Regions from separate parts of the Mus musculus genome. Here all the other regions are linked to region 1. The links are chromatin contacts, called in public HiChIP or PLAC-seq and promoter capture Hi-C maps. All regions are on one chromosome and are shown on one strand. Each heading gives the region's core, a stretch centred on a gene start, on an enhancer-like site or on the middle of the called end of the contact. The rest is flanking DNA. Distances are from core to core; before and after follow the strand shown.

Region 1 (3,199 bases), core at 472-2,971:
ATATTTTGACAAATCAGTACTGATTCCCCACCCCTCTTCCCTTGCTGTCCTGGGAATTGAACCCAGGACCTTGTGCATCCCAGGCAAGCACTCTAACACTGAGCTATATAACACTGAGCTTGATCTCCAACCCTTTATTCATGTCTAGGTATGTGTGCCCAAGCCCCCCTTTTTGAAACAAGTCTCACTAAATTGCCCAGGCTGGCCTTGAATTTTATCCTGTAACTCAGACAGGCCTTGAACATTTTTTGTTTTGGTTTGGTTTTGGTGTTTCGAGACAGGGTTTCTCTGTGTAGCTCTGGCTGTCCTGGAACTCACTCTGTAGACCAGGCTGGCCTCAAACTCAGAAATCCGCCTGCCTGCCTCTGCCTCCCAAGTGCTGGGATTAAAGGCGTGTGCCACCACTGCGCGGCTGAGCTTTTGATCTTCCTATCTCAATTGGGATTACAAGCCCTTTACCATCAGGCCCTACTAATAAAATAGTAATTGAAATACTTTAAGCGAGACATCTTTATAACCAACCACATAAGCAATAAGTCTGGAACCCACTGTGTTAGCCATTTCCATAATAAAACCAGCTCAACCTAGGGCAAACTTGCCTGTCCAACAATGGTGCTAGGGAGAAACCAGAGAAAAGTCAGCCCTTCCAGATGCCCAGGTGTAAAAGACCTGGAGCTAATGGCCCACTCAAGCCTGGTTCCCGGGACTGAGAAGGGTACTCTCGTAGGGGAGTGGCGGCATCCGCAGTTCTCCCAACCACGCCCTTCTGGAAGCACCAGCTTGGACCCATAGGGCCAAAGATGCATCTTGTCAAGGGATGCGCCAAACGACAGTAACAGAATGGAGGAGTCCCAGGCTAGCTGGGGTGGAGGGTGGGAGATGGCGTTGACCTTAGATAAAGGAAAGAGGCTTTCTTGATGGGCTCCCGTGGGTAATCGCCCCACCTTGCCCAAAGCCCGACGTGGCAGGAAGTCGTACTGGGGGCGCGGCTTGGGCAGCGTTGCAAGTTCAGCCGAGGGTGGTGCTGCAGGTGCACCCGAGGGCACCGCCGAGGGTGAGCACCAGGTCCCTGCATCAGCCAGGACACCAGAGCCCAGTCGGGTGGACGGACGGTACGTTCTGGAAGGGAAAGGGCCCCGGGAAGGGGATACAGCATTGAGAAGCTCAGAGGCTTTGGTCTGGGCATCCAGAATGGACTTTATCTGGAGGAGGTGACATGGCTTCTCGCCTCTGGAAGTGCTGCTTGGATCTCCGGGACTTCATGTCCTGACTAGGTCTGGAAGCGGTGAAAATAGGGGTAGGAAAAAAGGAGAGGACTGCAACAAGGTCTTCCCGAGTGGCCTGAGCTCGAGGGACGAGGGAGGTGCAACGGTGGGGAGCCGGGCGCAAGGGCTGGGCGGAGGGAGGGGGGGGGTCTCCCTAAGCAGAAAGGTGGTATTCCATTTTCTGGGTAGATGGTGAAGATGCACCTGACCGAGTCTGGTCGATCTGAAGATATCAGGGGAAAAGATAGTGCGGGTGGAGGGGAGAATGACAGAACCTTCCAGAAAATGGGAGAGGCTATAGCACTTGCAAACCCTTCCCTGATCTCCGGGGACTCCCGGAAGAAGAGGGCAGGTCTGTGGGCATAGGTGCAGACTTGCCGGGGAGCTCTTGACGGCCGCGGGAAGTGGCAACGGCCTGCGAGCTGGCCCTTTAAGGCGGCTCGTAGGCGTGTCAGGAAATGCGCGCAGGGCCCGCCCTGCTCGGTAAGTGGCCCGGGACCCGCGTCGCTGAGCCGGAACTTGAATTCGGCTCGTGGCAACCGCAGGGCCTTGCTCCGGTCAGGCCCCTGTCCGTGTCCCTCGAGACGCCTTCCTGAGCCTCGGTGATCTCCCTGCAGCACGCCCTCCTTTCGGCTCTGCGGGTGCTTCCGGGGGTTCCCGCAGCCCATGCTTCCCACGCGGTCCGCGTCCAGTTATTTCCTCCTCCGCTCCGTCCTTCCTTCGCTCTCTCGCTTCCTTTCTCCCTGCGACTCACGTGTCCCCTGTCCTCAAACTGGCCATGGCTGTCAAAGCCCACATCCTTAGTTAGGCCCCTTCTCCCTTCCCTGGGTCTTGTTTCGTGACACCACCTCCCTCCCCCGCCCCGGGAGCGAGCAAGATGAGGAGCGGTGCACCTCGGCAAATCCGGAAGCAGAACTTCATCCAAGAAGGAGGGGACCGATAGGTCATCCCATGTGACAGTTGAAGGCTGCAGCCACAGACCCTAGCTGCTTGAAGCCCTGTAGTCCAGGGACTGCTTCTGGCCGTAAGGTGACCCAGCTCTTCTGCCACCATGAACAGGGCGCCTCTGAAGCGGTCCAGGATCCTGCGCATGGCGCTGACTGGAGTCTCTGCTGTCTCCGAGGAGTCAGAGAGCGGGAACAAGCCATTTCTGCTCCGGGCTCTGCAGATCGCGCTGGTGGTCTCTCTCTACTGGGTCACCTCCATTTCCATGGTATTCCTCAACAAGTACCTGCTGGACAGCCCCTCCCTGCAGCTGGATACCCCCATTTTTGTCACCTTCTACCAATGCCTGGTGACCTCACTGCTGTGCAAGGGCCTCAGCACTCTGGCCACCTGCTGCCCCGGCATGGTAGACTTCCCCACCCTAAACCTGGACCTCAAGGTGGCCCGAAGTGTGCTGCCGCTGTCAGTGGTCTTTATCGGCATGATAACCTTCAATAACCTCTGCCTCAAGTACGTAGGGGTGCCCTTCTACAACGTGGGACGCTCGCTCACCACCGTGTTCAACGTTCTTCTCTCCTACCTGCTGCTCAAACAGACCACTTCCTTCTATGCCCTGCTCACCTGCGGCGTCATCATTGGTGAGTGGGACTGGGGGCGTGGGGAGCAGGAATCGTAAAGATCAATACCACATTACTCATTATCTGTCCCAGGTCTTTTGCACCACCAGTCATAGGGAGAGACCTGTAGAGAACAAATAACTTCCTTACTGTGACTCAGTAAGTTAGGGATCCAGCCAAGGTGAACATAATAATGTTAGGCAGACACTACAGCAAAGCCAGCCAGACACTCAGATCTAGCTAAGCATTTGAGCCATGTTAATGTAACGGATCCCCATTACAAGGTATAATATAGCTGCGTTTTATGGAGAGAAACCCAAGGCACAGAGAAGCTAAGTAGCTGGGATCACACAGGTAATCACTGACGTAGCA
Region 2 (3,199 bases), core at 500-2,999, 250 kb after region 1:
AATAAATAAATGAATCTTTAAAAATATCTTTAAAAAAAAAAAAAAAAGAATTTTAAAAAAGAAATCCAGACAACTAACTAAAAATCCACAAAAGATAAAGGAAGACAAAATACAGCCTACACTCCAGACTCACTACTTTCAATCTTAGAACTACATCTTTCATTAAGCTATAAATACATGAATGAAAGTCATAAGAATCCCAAATTCACAGGAAGGTGTAGTGGACAGTGGTTACTTCTTGACCAATGGCTGCAGTCTTTAAGCATCACAGCAGTGCACAGCAAAGTCAATATGCTTGCAAAGTATCCAACTGGCTGATGCCTGAGATGGAGAGGCCAGAGAGCAAGGGAGGAAATCTTCTCAGTACAGTATAGTGATGATGATGGCGATGGCCATGACTTACAAACTTCTCCTACAATATACACAAAACTTGTTTAAGTCGCTTGTTTTGTGGTAGAAGAAATGAACAGAAATAGGCCTTGCTTCATCATATTATAAAGTAGAAAAATCATCAAAAGTTTCTACAGCTCTAAGCTATAAATGTTTTGAGTCTAATCACGGTGAAAACTTAATTACAGATCAGACTCAGTAATTCATTCCATATCCCAAGACAACTCAAACTCAGTCTTAACAGTCAGTTAACCTCAAGACCAAAGCTCCTGCCATCATCAACAAAAACAACAAAGGTATCTACAAGGCATTATAAAAGAGCCTGGGCTTATCTTGGTGTACAGGGACTTAAGCTAGTGCCTCCTATTAACACTAATGGGAGTTTGGAGCACAGACCATCAGCACTAAGGAGGAGGGGGAAGGCCCAGCTCTACATCAGAGAGGCCCTGCAAGCACACTAACTGCAACTCCTGGGAGTTCTGATCTCAGAATTGGGGCAAGAGACCCAAATTCCTGTCTCTGAAGCACAACTACAATTCAAATAAAAGCCACTAAGGAAGGTCACTTGGTAAACACCAGACTTAGAAAGAAAGGGAAGGAGGAAGGGAGGGAAGGAAGTAAGGAAGGAGGGAGGGAGGGAGAGTAAGAGGGGGGTACATTTAAAGAAAAATTAATTGTTTTTTAATTAAAGCACAATAAACTCAAATACAGTGAGAAGCTTATCCAAAGAAACATGCACACAACACAAAAACTCCTCCCTGGTACACTACAACCCTGTTTTTAAACATGGAGAAACCCTGCAGTCCTGACAGCCAAGAAAACCAGAACTTCCCAGACAAACAGATAATGATCCCAAGCTGCCACTGACAGCCAAACAATCTAAATAAAACACCAGCTCCTTAACCTTACTGTGAGCTGCCATACTTCCCTTAGATGCAGGACTGCTGGCCTAACCAGGCTAGAAGATGAGCAGGTAACTTCAGGCTCTGGAAATTCTCCCCCTCCTCTCCCTCTCCCCCTCTCCCCCTTCTCTCCCTTCTCTTTGCAAACACAGGCACAAAGGCAATGATGCTCTTTGAGCTGATGAGGTTTTAGAAAGGCAAGTTTGGTGTGGCATAGGAAACTAAGAGCAGGCCTTGTTGAAGTAATGACAGAAAAAAAAAGAAAAAGAAGGCTTTCCCAAATCCAATTCAAAGATTAAAACAATGGACATTTATTTTAGCTAACAGGCAGTGGCAACAATTCACTTTCTTAAAAAGAGTTATTAAAATCTTCCCCGTGCACGTCTCAAAAGAAACTCAGGACCTTTCCACCTACTAAGTTGACGACATACACAGAGCCCTTACTCAGGCCTAAAGACTAAATCTGATTCCTGTACAATTTACATCTAAAAACCCTGTGTGGTCAACATATCGATTCTTGACCATCACTGCTGTACTAGTGAGCATCTATCTTCTCTGTACTCTCAGATGTGCTGATGAGAAATTGAAACATTACAATACGCTAGGACTCCTAACTTTTCAAATAAAACCACCAAGAAACAGAAGTGTGAAACATACAGCCTCCATCCTGCTAAGCAGTCCTAAAACTTGAAAGTGAAAGCAATACAGACCGCAAAAGAAGTTGTTTGCTTGATGGTAATGCTAGCCTTTAAAATCAAAAATATGTTCTGTTACAGAAGACTGAAATAAGGGCTTCCATTAACCTTGTTTAAAAAAAAAAAAATCCCATGAGCATAGATTTTTTTCCCTAAGTCTCTTCATCAGAGCAGCATGGGGTCCCATTAGGCACCCTATTTTACTTCCACCTTATAAATAACGTTAGCTGTTCACTATTTCCATGGAAACCAAGTACAGTGGAACCCACTTAAATGAATACCGGTTAAAGGAATAGTTTTATTTGAGAAGGTTTTTGCTGCTCTAGATGAACTCTACTGGGGAATACTACAAAGTCTCCTTAAGTATAATTTTTAAAAGTATATCTTTGGTGTAGAGGGAGCTTATTAAAGGTCCTGTTAAGCAAGTACACTCCTTGCACTAAACTAAATATGCCAAACAACATCATAACATTAAAGATGCATTTCCCATGCACTGCATGGGGGTTTGAATGCACAACTTGCACTGACTAGACTTCTTCATGCATTGGGGTGGAATAATTACCCCTCTGGGTCTAATTTAAACTAATAAAACAAGAAATTCAGTAAGGCTAGCATCACCTTTACTGACTAGTAATAAATGGGTCCCACACTGCAGGTACACGTGCAACTTACTGCCCTAGAGAAGAGCAGACAGGGGGCAGAAAACTAAGCTCTCCTCATCACTGGTACCTGGTTTAAGATCAACAAACAGTCCAAATTCCTGGCTCAGCAAAGTACTCTACAAGTTACAACAGGAATGCTTAACACACAATCAGTCTGAATACAAAGAGAATACTCATAAGGAAGTGTATGCGACAGGGTGATTTACAACTCTGTCATACAGTTTCCTGCGCTAAAATTCTAAAAATGATGATTATAGGTGTCAAATATAAAAAGTTACAGCCAAATGTACACAAAATAAGGTACAACCTATAAGAGTAAATTTAAAAGTAATTATCAGACTTTCTAAAGTTCTGGAGATGTAGCTCAGTTGGTAAAGTGCTTGCTCAGCATGTGGAAGACCTGGTTCAAGGCCAGCACCACATGAGCTGGCATAATGGTACATGCCTAACAACCCCAACACTCAGGATGTGGAGGCAAGATCACAAGTTGTAGGGTCTGGTGATGCACACATTTAATCCCAGCACTCTGGAGGCAGAAGCAGGCTGGCCT
Region 3 (3,199 bases), core at 343-2,842, 160 kb after region 1:
AGTTTTACATTTTGCAACAGTGTCATACTAGATTCTACCAAGACTGGGTAGCTTTCTCTGCTTAACTGTTTCTTCAGACTAAGGCACACATCCTCTAAGATCTGCTTGGAAAGCAGTTAATACCTTCTGAAAAGACAATCTCCCCTCCTTCTCTAATTCACTATAAACATATGCCCACAGTCACTCACAATTTATTCACACTCTTGCTTCCACTTAGTGTCTATAAAACCAAAACCAAAGCAAAACAGGCAAGCGAGCACACGGGGTGATCTAGAGTGCTGAACACCCACGACCCTGTTCCTCACAAGCCCAGCTCTCTAGGGCAAGCTTCCGAAATGAGATTATTCAGCTCAATTTCCAGTATGCTATTTTATTAATTCCTTGAGAACTTCACACATATGTAACACATTTTTATCATCTTCACCATCACCCAGTACCTTCCCCACCCCCTAGCTAGTTACATTTTAGAACATGCCACAGAGACCCATAGGTGTGACCAGACCAATCTGCATCAGTCACAATATTCCTCTTATGTATTAAACTTCTGGTTGAAAAGAGACAACATTTGGTTTTCTCATCCAAGGTTATGATAAAAGCAAACCCCTCATTGAAGACTCTGATTTGATTAACAGGAACACAGACCTGCCGGGTATGGTGGCACACGCCTTTAATCCCAGCACTCAGGAGGCAGAAGCAGGCAGATTTCTGAGTTTGAGGCCAGCCTGGTCTACAAAGCGAGTTCCAGGATAGCCAGGGCTACACAGAGAAACCCTGTCTCGAAGGAAAAAAAAAAAAAAAACCACCCAAAAAAAAAACAAAACACAGACCTTTCTATTACACTTATAAAGCTCGTTATTTTGATTCTTACGGCAAAAGCTGATTCTTCTCAGCTTTTTATTATATAGAAAAAGGCCATGAATTTGACAGAGGGAAAGGAAATTCAAGGGAGTGGTTTGACGGAGGTAAGGGAAGGAGAAATGACTAATTATAATCTGAAAAATAAAAAATAATCATTAAAAAGTGCAACTTTAGAACTTATAAAAACAGCAAGAAAACACAAAAATGGCTCAGATATTTAGACCCTACAGACAACTATAGAAAAGGAAAACTTCAAACTGAAAATGAGTTTCCCTCATGAAACATCTCTGAAGATGACCGACCACCTTTAGTCTACCACTGCGAACTGTCTCTGAGGAGGACAGAGAACTGGAATGTTTGTTTTACTTTCTTGTTGATCTAGTGGTTATGAATAAAAACTAAATTACTTAAAATTAATTCTGATATAATCTACTTGCTTTCAGCCTGCTTCTCAGTTTCATTTGTTCCCCAACACTCCCAGAAAACCAAGAAATAATTATGATATTTCAATAAACTAGGAAAAACCCCCAGTAAGTTTATATAGGATGTACAACAGGGAAAGCCTAAGGGAGAGCCAGCCTTAATGTGCACCTGACAAAATACTGAAGTTTATTTAAGTATTTTACGTTGAATAAATAACACTTCTGTGAAAGGCACAACCACTCAACAGAACTCGCCACTTAACTCTCAGATCAGCTATATTAAGTCTGCCAGAGCGGCAGGAGGAAGCTTTCACTTAATGAGTTAACGCCATCTAGCGGGTGCAGTGAGATTTCAGCTGAACCTACTCCAGCTCTTCCTGTGGCCAGACATCCCATTTCAACTACTTCCTGGTACTAATCAGAGAACTACACTAATGTGACAAACGTTCCTACATTAAAAAGGGTGAGTTTAAAAAACCAAACAAACTAGCAGTTTCCATTCAGAAGGGAACAGCATTATATCCTGTTCTTCAAGTGCACAAAGCAAAAATCAATACATACCAACAATATGTACATTGGAAGAGTATGAAATATTGCAAAAATCAAAATGAGCGTCAATTAAAGTGTTACGATGCCAATAACAAAAGCAATTGTCTATGCCAGATATTTGCAGTTGTTATCCTAAAGGTAGTTAATTAAAAAAAAAAAAAATAGTAACTAACCAAAATGATAGCATCTCTTTCCTTCCTCCCTCCCTCCCTCCCTCCCTTCCTTCCTTCCTTTCCTTTCTTTTTTAGAATTTTACTTTTTTTTAATGAAGTGTATGTATTTGTGTTTGGGTATAAACACATGAATGCTGGTGCCTCTTAGGCCAGATGCATCAGCTCCTCAGGACTTAACACCAGTGTGAGCCACCCAGCATGGGTGCTAGCAACTTCAGTCTTCTGCAAGAACGAAGCTGAGCCACCTTTGCAGCCCATACTAACTTTACTTACTTCCAACATGATTTGAGTGTTGCATCTACCAAACTAGCCCAGTGCATACATCCTATGTGTCCAACAATACACAAAGTAGTAGTGGGGTTTTAAGAGAGGAAAGGTCACCTGGAATTTAAGAAGCCCAAGCACACAGGCCTGGTACCAGCAACTGGTAACTCTTTAGAGAAGATACATTTTTTTATCAGAATTTTACTTTAAATTTTATTCATATAAGAATAAGCTGCTAACATGAATATCAGATCCACTATATTTTTTTATTGTATTAATCAGTTATATTGATTTAAGGTGAAATTGGATGAGAAAGATGTGTCCCCTTTATATAACATAACAATGTGCACATTCTTTAACATTTCAATGGATAGGAGTTACTGTTATCATTTTCAAGTCTGGGGATAACAGGCTCTGCCATTTTGCTAAGAATGTACAGGGATCTATCACAATAATCTCTCTTATATTACTTACGTATTGTTCTAATAGCATATTGGCTTTTACTTTTTCTCTTTGTATTTCTTGGGCTTACCATGCCTGAGGTAAGAAGAGGAGCTTTGAGTAAGACCTGTTCATTGTTTTCCTATTCACTGACTGGCAGGTAGAAACTAACACAGAACGGCATGCAGAAGTTAACCAGAGCCCATTCCACTCCATTCTGGTTTTACCATTTTCATATGCAGCTGAGGAATTGAGTACTCTACCAGTGAACACCAGTCCCGGTTATCTTTCTGGGAAGGTTAACTTTAAATGTTTTAGTGTTTTCCCATTCTCATTCATTCATTTTCTCTCTCCCCCCCCCCCCCAAATAACATAGAATGGTCAGATGGCAATCTAATAAAAGTTGCAATATTTATGGGATCTTCAACTGAAATTTTCCTATGTATGGGTGTTATTAAAGAGATCAAAGTTTTCCATTGTAGATCTACTCAG

What was found. Promoter capture Hi-C pulls out the DNA fragments that hold promoters and counts their contacts. HiChIP or PLAC-seq counts read pairs in DNA pulled down with a chosen protein or histone mark.
Region 2: a promoter capture Hi-C map of pre-B cells shows a contact between it and region 1, with 2.7 times the contacts expected there. The contact joins the enhancer-like site here to the promoter of Slc35c1 in region 1. A contact is called at or near these places in 2 of 39 promoter capture datasets (hematopoietic stem and progenitor cells and pre-B cells) and 2 of 115 datasets of contacts at active chromatin or transcription factors (the SCID.adh cell line and fibro-adipogenic progenitors).
Region 3: an H3K4me3 HiChIP or PLAC-seq map of the SCID.adh cell line shows a contact between it and region 1, with 19 read pairs. The contact joins the enhancer-like site here to the promoter of Slc35c1 in region 1. A contact is called at or near these places in 1 of 15 datasets of contacts at CTCF or cohesin (stem cell-derived epiblast-like cells), 31 of 484 Hi-C or Micro-C datasets (the C2C12 cell line, CD4 T cells, CD8 T cells and 18 more), 6 of 115 datasets of contacts at active chromatin or transcription factors (the SCID.adh cell line, bone marrow-derived macrophages, embryonic stem cells and 2 more) and 2 of 9 other capture datasets (adipose tissue and pancreatic islet).

The regions. Positions count from the first base shown.
Region 1 is chr2:92,458,316-92,461,514 of GRCm38.p6, reverse strand. It overlaps Slc35c1 (solute carrier family 35, member C1), which reads left to right and starts at 1,721. Exons shown (of 2, transcript NM_211358.2): 1 at 1,721-2,848. The coding sequence starts at 2,317.
Region 2 is chr2:92,204,166-92,207,364 of GRCm38.p6, reverse strand. All of the region lies in intron 1 of Phf21a (PHD finger protein 21A), which reads right to left. Among named protein-coding and RNA genes, the nearest start is that of Mir1955, 14 kb to the right of the region's middle. Within about 2 kb of position 1,749, at least 55 of the 459 cell types and tissues checked have an H3K27ac peak or open chromatin away from gene starts, as enhancers often do. A contact at or near this core is called in hematopoietic stem and progenitor cells and pre-B cells, where this site is marked.
Region 3 is chr2:92,295,029-92,298,227 of GRCm38.p6, reverse strand. All of the region lies in intron 6 of Phf21a (PHD finger protein 21A), which reads right to left. Among named protein-coding and RNA genes, the nearest start is that of Large2, 74 kb to the left of the region's middle. Within about 2 kb of position 1,592, at least 11 of the 459 cell types and tissues checked have an H3K27ac peak or open chromatin away from gene starts, as enhancers often do. A contact at or near this core is called in the SCID.adh cell line, adipose tissue and bone marrow-derived macrophages, where this site is marked.